Regions from separate parts of the Mus musculus genome. Here region 1 is linked to region 2. A link is a contact called in public ChIA-PET data. All regions are on one chromosome and are shown on one strand. Each heading gives the region's core, a stretch centred on a gene start, on an enhancer-like site or on the middle of the called end of the contact. The rest is flanking DNA. Distances are from core to core; before and after follow the strand shown.

Region 1 (6,688 bases), core at 786-3,285, 170 kb before region 2:
ATGGATGCCAAGCACTGAAATGTCTTAGATCAAACCCAAGCAGGAGTTGCGCCCAGTCGTTTAGGACCATAATACTAGCTGACTAAGGTGCTGCTGCTCCGATTAGAATTGGAGCTCTCCATTTTGATTAAACCTCTTCAAAAAAAAAAAAATCCCAAATCATGCCCAGAGGTGTATGTGGCGATTCCAAATCCTGTCGAGTTGACGATGAAGACTAACAACACATAGACTGATGATCAAGTTCACAGTATAAGTTGTCTCCATTGAACTTCTTCTTTTCTAGGAGGAACAATGATTTCCTTTTGACTTGCCAACACATAATCTAGTGTGACTTTTGACTTTCTGTCAATGGGATCTCCTACCTGCCCATTTACTTAAGCTTCAAAAGCTTAAAACTCTAGGCTAGACAGGATTAGTATGTGGTATTGCACCAGACCAGTGAACTCCCTTAAGGGCCTTAGACGTTTGAGAAATGCCATGGAATCCCCTGAACTTGTAACTTGAACCAATGTTAAGTGGTCTGAGGATAGGAAGAAGCCAAGGATCTGAGAAAGGGAAGCTCCAAGAATCCATATCTGATATCACCAGGGCATGGATAAGGCTGTCAACATCATTGGAAAACTTAAACATCCCAGAAGACCTAGCTAATATAGTCCGTACAGATACAGCAAAGGCGAACGCCACCCAGAGGTAATAACGACCAAGCTTGTGCATTCCAATGGCATGACTTCCGGGAAGGCTGAGGGGGTTCAGACCTGAAACAGCTCCCTGCTTATCCTCATAGGTGATTTGACTTTAAATGACTTTAGGCTCCAAAAGGAACTACAAGTTTGAATTCCCTGTTGTGATTCAAGCCAGAAAAGAACATATTACCTTTCAATGACAGGTTTAAGAGGTTTTCAAGCTCAGCAGAAACAGTGTCACTGGAGCCAAGCAGAACTCAGCCATAGACAGTGCGAATCTGTATTTCTGAACAGCTGACGTGTGGCTATTTCAAAAACCTTACACCAATAATCTTCTGTGTAGATGCCCTGACACGCTGCTCTCGGAACTTTCCAGAACTGACTCATAATTAGCCATCATGGTCTGTTCAACCAAGAAGGAGGGATAACTTTATCTCACTTTAAGAATCTGAGTTGATGTTCTTCCTTATCATGTAAATGTCTTTAATGAGTCACTTATTGATATAAACACTTTGTATGGTGTTCTTAGGATTTGCCCAAACCCATCCTTCCTCGTAACTCGTTAGAATGTAAAATTGTTGAACCACTAGAGAAAAAACAAAGTTTCATGGTTCCCTCACTAAAGTTAAACAAGGATCTTTTTTTTTTTCCCGAACCATATGACCCTCCAATTCCACTCCTAGTCACACCAAAAATCATTGGAAACAGATGTTCAAATAAAACCTAGGGCACAAACAGCCATAACAGCAACTTTCAGGGTAATAACCTGCAGGTGGAAATGACCCTAATGCACATCAACAGATGAATGGATATAAAAAAAAAATGTGGCCTGCCCACACAGTAGAATATTATTCAACTACTAAAAGGAAGGAATGCATGAAGGAGGTGCATGCCACAGACAAATCAACTGGAACTCATACCTCACATGAATGAAGCAGACACAAAAAGTTGGAGGTTGTATAGTTTAATGTATTTGAAATTTTCAAAATAGGCAGATCTATAAAGATGGCAAGATTAGGGGTTTCCAGGAACTAGGGCAAAGGAGGAGTTAAAATTGATTGCTTAGTGAATAACAAGCTTGTAAAGAAACAAACAGTTCCAGAAGCAATTGTGGGGGGGAGATACCACCACAATTTCCTGCATGTGTTTATTGCCTCTGACTTCTTACAATGGTGAAAAATGACAAGCCTTGCCTGTCACTTTATACAATGAATGGATACCTATCTTATTTCCCAAGAACCTCTCTTGGGCCCATGGAAATTTTTCTGCAGTACTAACTGAAATGGGTCAACGGTTTTCCCTCGTGGGAAGGAACCCAAGTCTCTGATTGCACCGAGCAAAACTGGTCAGCTGTTTTACAAGGAAAACAGCTGGCACTGAAGCCTGTGCTCTTTAAAGAGCTGCTAGCTGAGCCTCTTCCCCAGGGTGAATTCAAGCTGAAGAGCTGTGATTCTGAGCCAGGTTTGCGTGGGCCACACCCAGCTACTAATAAGTTGTTCCCAACTCTACAGGCCTCATCTTAATAACTAGCTCTTCTCCTACCTTGGAAGTTCCCATAATCATGTGGCCACTCAAATGAGAAGAGCAGAAACCACTGACAATTTGGAGACGAGACAGAGTCCAGAAAAGGAAGCAAAGTCATGAAAATATAAATTTAGCTTGAGGTGTTCCATGAACACAAGGCAGAGGCTTAGAATTGGGGCTTGTTCTAAATGTCCAAACGGAGAAAATAGTGGTGTCTCTGGAACAGAGCCATGTGGGTAAAGCAGTTTCTAGAGCAGAGGCCAGACTCTGGTGTCCTGGATACATGGGAATTTATGACAATATTTGAAAACTTTTGCAACTTATGAGGAGACTTTGGCCTAGCTGGAGACAACTAGTCAGATGAACTGTCTGTGACCTAAAGATGACAAAGCAAGCTGCAAGTAGAGAAAGTTGGAAGTGACAGTTTCCTCTGTCCTGGAAATGCCAGTTAGGAATACTAGCTTTTAAGGTAGAGGTCAGTCTTGAGACACCAGGAGAAAAGGGAAGGTAGGCAGGAGCCAAGCCTTGTAATAATAATAATAATAATAATAATAATAATAATAATAACAATAACAATAACAATAATAATAACTCAAAGTCTTGATGTGACAGTTTTAAGCAGGAAAAATTACATCGTATGATTTAGGTTAATGAAATACTATTCTCTGGTGGCACTGCAGAAGATGGACAGGCGGAAGGAATCTTGGAGCAAAACCAGGAACATTGCCAGGGCAATAGTGACTCTCAAATGTTGCTGGTACAGACCAATGAGGATAAGAATGTAATCTAGGCAATTCTATTCTGTTGGATAAAATGTAGGGAAGGGGAGCACATGGCGGAGTAAAGACTTACTTCTAGTTCAAGCCAAAGGTCATAGCGTCTGATATGTTCTGCTACGATAAACAAAGCCAGTGTACGCCCTGTAGAACGTCTAGTGAGGTTTGCCCAGTGGTTGCCTCTAAGGTCATATTAACCATCCAGATGTGCTAGTCCAGATGTGCTAGTCCAGATGTGCTGGTGGCATATATTCAGTTTCTTCTTCCTTTAAAATTTTCTCACTTTTATTTTATCCAACATATAAAAGCATGTGGGAACGAGTTTCCATACTGTGCATTAATCCGCGACTACATTGTGTGATGTGTGATGTTTAGATCCGTTTTAATGCATCTTCTCAAACATTGGTCATTTCTTGATGATGAGAAGCTTCAAACTTGCTTTGTGCAGTGTTTCGAAATGCTCGGCCTAGTGCAAACACAGCCACCCTCCCAGTGGGTCTTACACCCATACAACTAACCATAACATGGGTTTCCTATATCTCTGCCTATGTAAAGAGTAGGTAGCACACTAGATTGTGTGTCTTGACGGGCAGTGAGGCATAACATTTATTCTTATATGCATTGGCCCTTCTCTTCTGTGTGGTTGCATATTGTTTGTCTGTCTTGCTGCTTTGTGAAATCTGGTGACTGACACCTGGAAAACTTTGGGCATCCTTCAACATTCTTGGCACTTGCTGTCTGTACCTTGGACTACTTGTTGCCTGACCCTACCTGCCCTTGAGGCTTGGAGGTGAGGTAGCCTGGAATCAAAGACACAGACTCCAGGAGCAGGTGAAAGCTTGTCTGAACACTGTTGCAAGGTCCATAAATACCTTCCACCTGTGCCCATGGGTCCCAAGAAAGCATCTTTTCTAAACAGCAGTTCCCAATTGGCTGGCATTGTCTGCATCAGCAATCCTTGTTCTCTCATACAGTCCTCAATTAGATCCTCCTGCAGGAGATGACTTTGAAGCTTCTAGCCCCCCATGTTTATGTAGAGGTGGCCAGTGCTGGTCTGCCTACAGGCACTGTCACCAGAGATCCCTGAGTAAGTGCTCTCACACTCCTGCTCACTTGGCCTCCCTGTGACTGTCAACCTAACAAAGTCTAAAACCATCTAGAGTATAGAGCTCTGGGCCTGTGTATGAGAGAGCTTCTCAATTGGGTTATCTGAATTGGGAAGACCCTCTGTGAGTATGGGAGGCCCCTTTCCGTTCTCTAGGCTGAGTTCAGGAGATGGTGAGCTAAGCATAATTTTTCTCACAAAGTGGGACCAGCTCCTTCATTCCTGCTGACTGGTTCTCCCTAGCATAAGGGACTGCTCTCTCAAACTGAAATAGAACAAACCCTTCCTCTTGTTGCCTTATGCAACAATGTTGTCACAGCAATGGGAAAAGCTACCAGCATCCTCTCCATTCTCCAGCTCTTTTTTTAAATTATTTAATTAGATATTTTCTTCATTTACATTTCAAATGCTATCCCAAAAGTCCCCCTAACCCTCCCCCTACCACACCCCTACCCACCTACTCCCACTTCTTTGCCCTGGCGTTCCCCTGTACTGAAGTATATAAAGTTTGCAAGACCAAGGGGCCTCTCTTCCCAATGATGGCCGACTAGGCATCTTCTGATACATATGCAGCTAGAAACACGAGCTCCGGGTGGTACTGGTTAGTTCATATTGTTGTTCCACCTATAGGGTTACAGACCCCTTTAGCTCCTTGGGTACTTTCTCTAGCTTCTCCATTGGGGGCCCTGTGATCCATCCAATAGCTGACTGTGAGCATCCACTTCTGTGTTTGCCAGGCACTGGCATAGCCTCACAAGAGGGAGCTATATCAGGGTCCTTTCAGCAAAATCTTGTATGCAATGCTGTCAACGTTTGGAGACTGATGGATCCCCGGGTATGGCAGTCTCTAGATGGTCCATCCTTTCATCTCAGCTCCAAACTTTGTCTCTGTAACTCCGTCCATAGGTGTTTTGTTCCCAATTCTAAGAAGGGGCAAAGTGTCAATACTTTGGTCTGCATTCTTCTTGAGTTTCATGTGTTTTGCAAATTTTATCTTGTATCTTGGGTATTCTAAGTTTCTGGGATAATATCGACTTATCAGTGACTATATATCATGAGAGTTCTTTTATGATTGGGTTACCTCACTCAGGATGATGCCCTCCAGGTCCATCCATTTGCCTAGAAATTTCATAAATTCATTCTTTTTAATAGCTGAGTAGTACTCCATTGTGTAAATGTACCACATTTTCTGTATCCATTCCTCTGTTGAGGGGCATCTGGGTACTTTCCAGCTTCTGGCTATTATAAATAAGGCTGCTACGAACATAGTAGAGCATGTGTCCTACTTACCACTTAGAACATCTTCTGGATATATGCCCAGAAGAGGTATTGCAGGATCCAACAGTAGTACTATGTCCAATTTTCTGAGGAACTGCCAGACTGATTTCCAGAGTGGTTGTACAAGCTTGCAATCCAACCAACAATGGAGGAGTGTTCCTCTTTCTCCACATCCTCACCAGCATCGGCTGTCACCTGAATTTTTTATCTTGGCCATTCTGACTGGTATGAGGTGGAATATCAGGGTTGTTTTGATTTGCATTTCCCTGATGATTAAGGATACTGAATATTTTTTTCAGGTACTTCGCAGCCATTCGGTTTAGCTCTGAACCCCATTTTTTATTATTTAAATATTTTTATTACATATTTTCTTCAATTACATTTCCAATGCTATCCCAAAAGTCCCCCATACCCTCCCCCCCAACTCCCCTACCCACCAATTCCCACTTTTTGGCCCTGGCATTCCCCTGTACTGGGGCATATAAAGTTTGCATGTCCAATGGGCCTCTCTTTCCAGTGATGGCCAACTAGGTCATCTTTTGATACATATGCAGCTAGAGTCAAGAGCTCCAGGGTACTGATTAGTTCATAATGTTGTTGCACCTACAGGGTTGCAGATCTCTTTAGCTCCTTGGATACTTTCTCTAGCTCCTCCATTGGGGGCCCTGTGATCCATCCAATAGCTGACTATGAGCATTCACTTCTGTGTTTGCTAGGCCCCAGCCTAGTCTCACAAGAGACAGCTATATCAGGGTCCTTTGAGGAAACTCATGCTAGTGTATGCAATGGTGTCATCATTTGGAGGCTGATTATGGGATGGATCCCTGGATATGGCAGTCTCTAGATAGTCCATCCTTTTGTCTCAGCTCCAAACTTTGTCTCTGTAACTCCTTCCATGGGTGATTGTTCCCAGTTCTAAGAAGGGGCAAAGTGTCCACACTTTGGTCTTCGTTCTTCTTCAGTTTCATGTGTTTTGCAAATTGTATCTTATATCTCAGGTATACTAAGATTCTGGGCTAATATCCACTTATCAGTGAGTACATATCATTTGAGTTCTTTTGTGATTGTGTTACCTCACTCAGGATGATGCCCTCCAGATTCAACCATTTGCCTAGAAATTTTATAAATTCATTCTTTTTAATAGCTGAGTAGTATTCCATTGTGTAAATGTACCACATTTTTTGTATCCATTCCTCTGTTGAGGGGCATCTGGGTTCTTTCCAGCTTCTGGCTATTATAAATAAGGCTGCTATGAACATAGTGGAGCATGTGTCCTTCTTACCAGTTGGAACAAATTCTGGATATATGCCCAGAAGAGGTAT
Region 2 (6,406 bases), core at 1,348-3,847:
AGGCAAGCCCATTTACAGCAACCAATGGGATGCACCTCCAATTTCCTTCCCTAGTCTTCCAGAACCCTTGGGAGGGAAAATATTCCTCTACTTCAGGAAAACTGGCTTGCTAGCCGAATGGCCTGATGAGGCTCATACTTCAAGAGCCCCATGAGTTATTGTGCCTTGCCTTCACGGTTTGTTTGTTTGTTTATTCTCTCTCTTCTAAAGGGTTTAGTTGGTTCTCCCCAGCTGTGGCAATGACTCCATCTGTAAGGGCAAAGAACTTGTATATGACAGAACCTGTAGAACACTAAGAAATTAAGCTTACATTGTAAAGCAAGGTAGAGGGGAAGTGGAGACAGCTCATTAGTGAGAGCACATGTGAGGATATGAGTTCAAATCCCCAGAGTCCTCATTTAAAAAAGAAAATGCCAGGCATGGCTGAAACTATCTGAAACTCCAGGGCTGAGACATGAAGGTAAATTCCAGAAGCTCAAAAGTGTGCTTTAGGTCACTGAAAGTGACAGAGGAAAACTCCTGACATCTTCCTCTTGCTTCTACATGAATGCAACACACACACACACACTCACATAAAACCAAGTAGGTTTTCACTTATAAGATCATAGTAAGCAAAAGACCAAATATGAAGTACAGAGAACCCGCTACTCACCCTCCCACACCCACAGATACACTATACACATAGCCTTCCTCATCCTTTCAAGTCAGGATTAGAACGCTTGTTATTAACTGACGATGCTACCTTGACGCTTCCTTACTGTCAATCATACACAGTTTGCATGAGAGTCCATTTCTACTTAGAGACTTTCCCTAAGTTTGGGCACATGTATAATACGTAACTGCCTCCATGGAACCTCTCAGAAGGACCGGACCCTCTCTTCTCTGTCTATTCATTCTCTCTTACCACCTAACCTCTGAGAAACACTGAGTTTTTACTGTCTCCAGATGCCTGTCACTTCCCGGTGTCAAACAATTAGAATCCTATACTACATAATCTCCTCAGAATGGCTTCTTTTATTTAGTAATATACATTGAGCTATTCTCCATGCCTTTTATGACTGGTATTATTTCTGTTTGTAGTACTAAGCTATACCCCCTCTAGCTATATCATACCCTATCTGCTCCCTTATAGAAGAACAACTGGTGGCCTCTAAAATTTGGCAATTATGAATAAGCTTCTTTACATATCTGCCATAAATAATTCTTCAGCCTTATTGTATAGATACCAAAAGAGCATGATGGTTGAATCATATGAAAGTCACATGTTTAGCTTTATAGGAATTGTCAAACCCTTCCAGATAGCAAGACTCTTTGGAATCTCTACTGACAGTGAATGAGAGTTTCTGGTGTTCTATGTTCTGATCAACATTTGATGGTGTCAGTGTTTAAGATTTGATTGGAGCTAATAGGCATGCAGTGGTGAGCCATTGTTCATTTAATTTACAATTCATTGCTGCCATTTTTTTTTTTTAGCATGATTATGTTCCATCTTTATCTCTTCGGTGTGTTATCTGCTCAGGTCTGTGGCTCATCTTTAGATTGTTTGATTTCTCACTGTTGAGACTTGAGAATTATTTGTATATTTCAGAGAATAGTTTCTTACCTAGAATGTCCTTCATGACTCTTTTTTCCTGTTTTGTGGTTCGCCTCCGTCCTCTTGGTAAGACTTTCATGATACCTTGTAAGTGTGTAAACTTTTCTTTCTTTGTCTATTGGCTTTTTTCCTTTTCTTAACCTTTCTTTTTTTGTCAGCCATTAAAATAACTCGTGCAAATGGCAAATAGATCACAGGCCAAAGAGAAGAGCGTGCACACGGCAAATGGATTCAACTCAGAAAGCTTGTAAGAGTTCCTGTTGTCTGGGAAGACAAGGCAATTGCCTTGCAATACTGCCTACGGGTAGAGCACATGATACTCAAGCCTTTCGTGATTACTGTATACAACAATCAGCTAAATTAAACACACTCCAATTTAGGAAAGTATTTGAGGGTCAGGTGTCACTCATTGAGTTGACCATTGGAAACTTTTGATAAGAGGAATGTTTGGGTTGGTTGGTGGAAGGAATTTCCATGAACCCCACACCTCCCGAATGTCTGTCCTGATGTCTTAAGTCCAGACAAAAGCTGGTTGAGAAATCATGAGATCATTATAAGACTCTAAAAGCCTTCAGAGACTCTCTCTCTCTCTCTCTCTCTCTCTCTCTCTCTCTCTCACACACACACACACACACACACACACACACACACACACACACACACACACACATTAATCTAGGCTAACAGTCACAAATCTCAGACTTCAAGACAGAGTAGAAGGATGATCTAAATCTGTTCTTGGTGCTAATGAGCACGGGGATTCCTAAGAGAACATTCAAAGACAGACGGATCTTGTATTATTCAGAGTCAGGTCTCGAGCTACCCAAGCGCACTGAAGCTGACTTGCTGTTGCTAGAATCATGCAAGAAGAGAGACAAGAACCTTTTCGTTTGATGCAATGCTCACTGTCAGATGCATGTGTGTGGACGTTGTCTAATACCAAGTGCTGAACTCTTATTTCACACACAGCCCTCCACATACAGATCATTTCCTGTTGGCAGTAGCCACCATTAGGAAAGTCTGAGTGAGACACATGATGATGATCTCTGATGAAATAGCTGTCGCCACACTCAGACTAACTCACCCCAAGGAAAGGCTGTGTAATGCTGAACAGCCAAGAAATGAATTCCAAGAGCCTTGGAACTTCAGGACACATGAGATGGTAATGTCACAGAGGCCAGTACAAAATGGGGAGGAGACACTTACACACCCCAGCTCAAAGTTTCAGACAGAAGCAGCTGTGTTAGGTTTGTATCTAGAGCTGTATTTACAACTGAATGTCCTCACACCCAGCAGGACATTAACCCAGATTTGCTCCTGAAACACAGCCTCTTAAGAGTCTTATGAGTCTCTCAGCAACTTAGAAGAGGGAATAAAGGAGACTGTGGGGGCATCTGAACTGATCACCATCCCTCTTACGGAACTTCTTACTCTGTGTGCAATTTGCTAACACAAATTCGCCTCCAGTTATCCAAAAGGTCGGTGGTTCAAACCCACCTGGTAATGTGTGCACTTAGGTCTAGAGAAGATGGCTCAGCACTAAAGAGTCCTTGCTGCTATTGAAGAGTATCCATGTTGATTGATTTCATGCTGTCTCATGTGCTGAACACCAGCCACTCTAAAGACCAAATGGGGAGGGAAAGAAAAGCCATTGCTCTCCATTCAGAGGACCCAGGTTTAGCTCCTAACACTCACATGGGGTAGCTCATAACATCTGGAGTTCCAGCTCCATGGCTTCCAATGATATCTGGTCCGTATAGACACAGACACACAGACACACACACACACAGACACACACACACACACACACACACGATGCACACTCACCAAAGGACACATGCAGACACCTAAGTAAATAAATCTTTTTTTTTTTAAATGAAGACAAAATAGTCCATTTTTACTTTCTTTTAAGCAACTATATTTAACTCCGATCCTTTAAAAAAAATTCAGATTGTTTAAAAGCAATTGAGTAATAGAGTGTAAATTAGAATATAACCTTAAACATCACGGGTTAAACACTTTATTTTGACAAGAAATGGAATTCCAGAGACAATGGACCTTTCTTAGCACATGTGTGATACAGCTAACACCACCCAAGAGCTTATTTAAACTACAAAACCTGGTAGGACTGGTTCTCCAAGCTCTTGCTATCTAAAATCCCACTCCCCCTTCCCTTAGTACTCCAGTGTTGCCCTGGAGAACCGCTGTCTCTCCCTTCCCCTCACCACCCCAGCCCTGACACAAAGGGCCATTTTCTTTGGTACTCATGAGGATTAGAGACAATCACAAAGGTTTTAAAAAAAATAATTAACCAATAAAAATAAAGTCAAGTTAAATAATCCCCCAAGACTGACAATTCCCAGTCTTTCTTTCTATGCTATAATAGACAGACCCCAGCCCCTCGCTGAAAACATCTCCTGCAATCCAGAAACCTCAGCCGCTTCTTCTAGAAGTGGGATTTGATCTCTCCATTTTTTTTCCCTCTCTAGTCTGGTCTTTAAGAAGAGACATGTGGTCTCATCTTCAGGAAATCTCTCCCACCCAAGAAACAATTAATGAGTACACTCGGTGTGTGTTGCAAAACTGAGTGACTTTGATCTCAATACCCTCAGAGCTCTAGACCGCGCCTTCCTCTTTCTGTCTGCCGAGGTATGGCCTTTCTTAAGCTTTGTCTCTCGTTCTGCAGCAACAGAAAAAGCAAATAAAGTGTGTTATCTCCTGCTCACTCCCACCATGGGTAAGGTGAGAAAATTCTCAGAACACAGCCTTGCGAGGCTGGACTGATACTAACCCGCTCCAGGAAGCAGGATAACCACAGCTTTCCCTATTCCTTTGTGTCTTTTCCTGTAATTTCAAATTTACACATAGGCCCCAGGAAATTTCCCAAACCCTCTGTTGGAGTCCAAAGCTAATGGTGTGAAGCCACATTTAAGAACTGTTTTGTCTTTTTTTTTTTTTTTTTAAATAGACCACCCATTAGTTAAAGTGAAACGCTGGCAAAAACTGGCTGAAGGACAAAGTTACTATGTTCTGAGGCAAATTTAGAGCAATGAACTTGTAGTGTTCTACACCTTAAAAGCAGATCTGAATACACAAGGACTGAACTTTTCCATGAGGGTTTGTTTCTGGGTTGGGTACACTGGATAAACACGGATTCGTTAATCATTATTCTGCCCCGTTTCCTGGCTATCATTATCTGTTAGATGTTATTAAAATGATTATCCAGGTAGATGTGTAAAAGAAAACCAGTTGCTACGAGAACACTACCTTATCAGCTCACCAGCACTACAGCATGAAGTTCCAATGCTGTCCCAGTCTCCCTAATGAATACCCACACAGATTGGGACTTGAGTGGCTGTCTTTAAAGTACAATGAAAGAGCTACGAATTCTGATGGGTCTCTGACCCAGCCTCTGGTGTCACAGAAAGCATGGTACATTCTAAACCATTGAAATTTAACAAAGATTTTTGGCTTTTACAAAACTTACTAACTCAAAATAATAATAATAATAATAATAATAATAATAATAATAATAAATTAAATTAAATTTAATTTAAAAAGCCTGTGTTAATAGTTATCCCTACACAGGACCTTGAGCATTTTTTCTGATCTAACTTCCATCTATTAGAGAATCAGCAAGTGTGAAGGGATTGGAGGAAAGAGAGAGAAGGGTTTGAATGGGAGACTGGGACAATTCCCGAGGGTAAATGGGGGTAAGAGGTAGGGACAGGAATTTTTACTATTTTTACTATCAACAATGTATTCATCAATATTTAGTATGCATCCCTTGTGGCCTACAGGAGATACAAGGAGGCCGGGATGAAGCAGCACAGGCTACTTACAAAAGTTTAAAGTGGAGGCAATAATCCCTTATCAAATGACCTCAAATATAGGTGTATACTGAAGGATGTGCTATGCAGTACCCAAACTTTAGTAGGAAGAGAGTAAGAGAGGGAAGAGAAGGGCAAGAGGGGTCCTGGGTGGCTTTACCAAGAAGTGTCTGGAAGATCTTGGAGATGGGTGACAAGGGTGCTGCTTAGTGATGAAGGTAAGAGACAAGCTGGGGAGGACAGGGCTGGCCCAGACTGTTGTGGGGAAGACAGGAGAGGGCATGGAGGACAAGCCAATCAGAGAAGGCCCGTGCCCCTGGAGGGCAGACAGGCTGAGCAAAGGTCAGCAGCTAGAATACGTGGAGCCTGTCCAGGAAGGACAGAAACCACTGACTGGAGTCCGCTGTGTCAGTAAGGATACAGGTTACGCTAGTGATAATGATCAGGGCCCTGAATATTCTGGAAGAATGTGTAAAATAAAAAAGGAGGGTTGGGACCAAGATCTCTAGGCAACAAGAAGTCCTGATGGGTACACGGTGACAGGATCAAACCTATTTAAGGATGATCTCTTTCGGACCTACTGTAAAGGCAAGAGGTCAGAGCAGTCGTTGGTTCTGATCATTTATCGGTCATCAAAAGGAGTGTTTAAAGACAAAGACACCAAGATCAATGAGAAGTATTCACTAGGTCTTTATCATGTGCATTACTATGTAAACTGAACTCGGAAGAGAAATTACACAAAAAATTGGCCTTTGAGGACTATGGTTTGCATATGAAAGACAGTCACACACATCATATATATATACACACAAACACACACACACATAAACACATACAACACACACCACACACATGCACCACATATCACACACATGTACACATATCACATGCACACCACACACACACACACACATACCACATGCATACACACATATCACATGCACACCACCCACACACACATACCACATGCATACACACACAT

Evidence for each region. ChIA-PET counts read pairs in DNA pulled down with a chosen protein or histone mark.
Region 1: an RNA polymerase II ChIA-PET map of memory CD8 T cells shows a contact between it and region 2, with 24 read pairs. The contact joins two enhancer-like sites. A contact is called at or near these places in 3 of 484 Hi-C or Micro-C datasets (CD8 T cells, cerebellar granule neurons and nephron progenitors) and 3 of 115 datasets of contacts at active chromatin or transcription factors (CD8 T cells, embryonic limb bud and memory CD8 T cells).

The regions. Positions count from the first base shown.
Region 1 is chr10:96,817,863-96,824,550 of GRCm38.p6, reverse strand. No RefSeq gene overlaps it. Among named protein-coding and RNA genes, the nearest start is that of Gm46240, 80 kb to the left of the region's middle. Within about 2 kb of position 2,035, at least 60 of the 459 cell types and tissues checked have an H3K27ac peak or open chromatin away from gene starts, as enhancers often do. A contact at or near this core is called in memory CD8 T cells, where this site is marked.
Region 2 is chr10:96,652,607-96,659,012 of GRCm38.p6, reverse strand. No RefSeq gene overlaps it. Among named protein-coding and RNA genes, the nearest start is that of Btg1, 39 kb to the right of the region's middle. Within about 2 kb of position 2,597, at least 52 of the 459 cell types and tissues checked have an H3K27ac peak or open chromatin away from gene starts, as enhancers often do. A contact at or near this core is called in memory CD8 T cells, where this site is marked.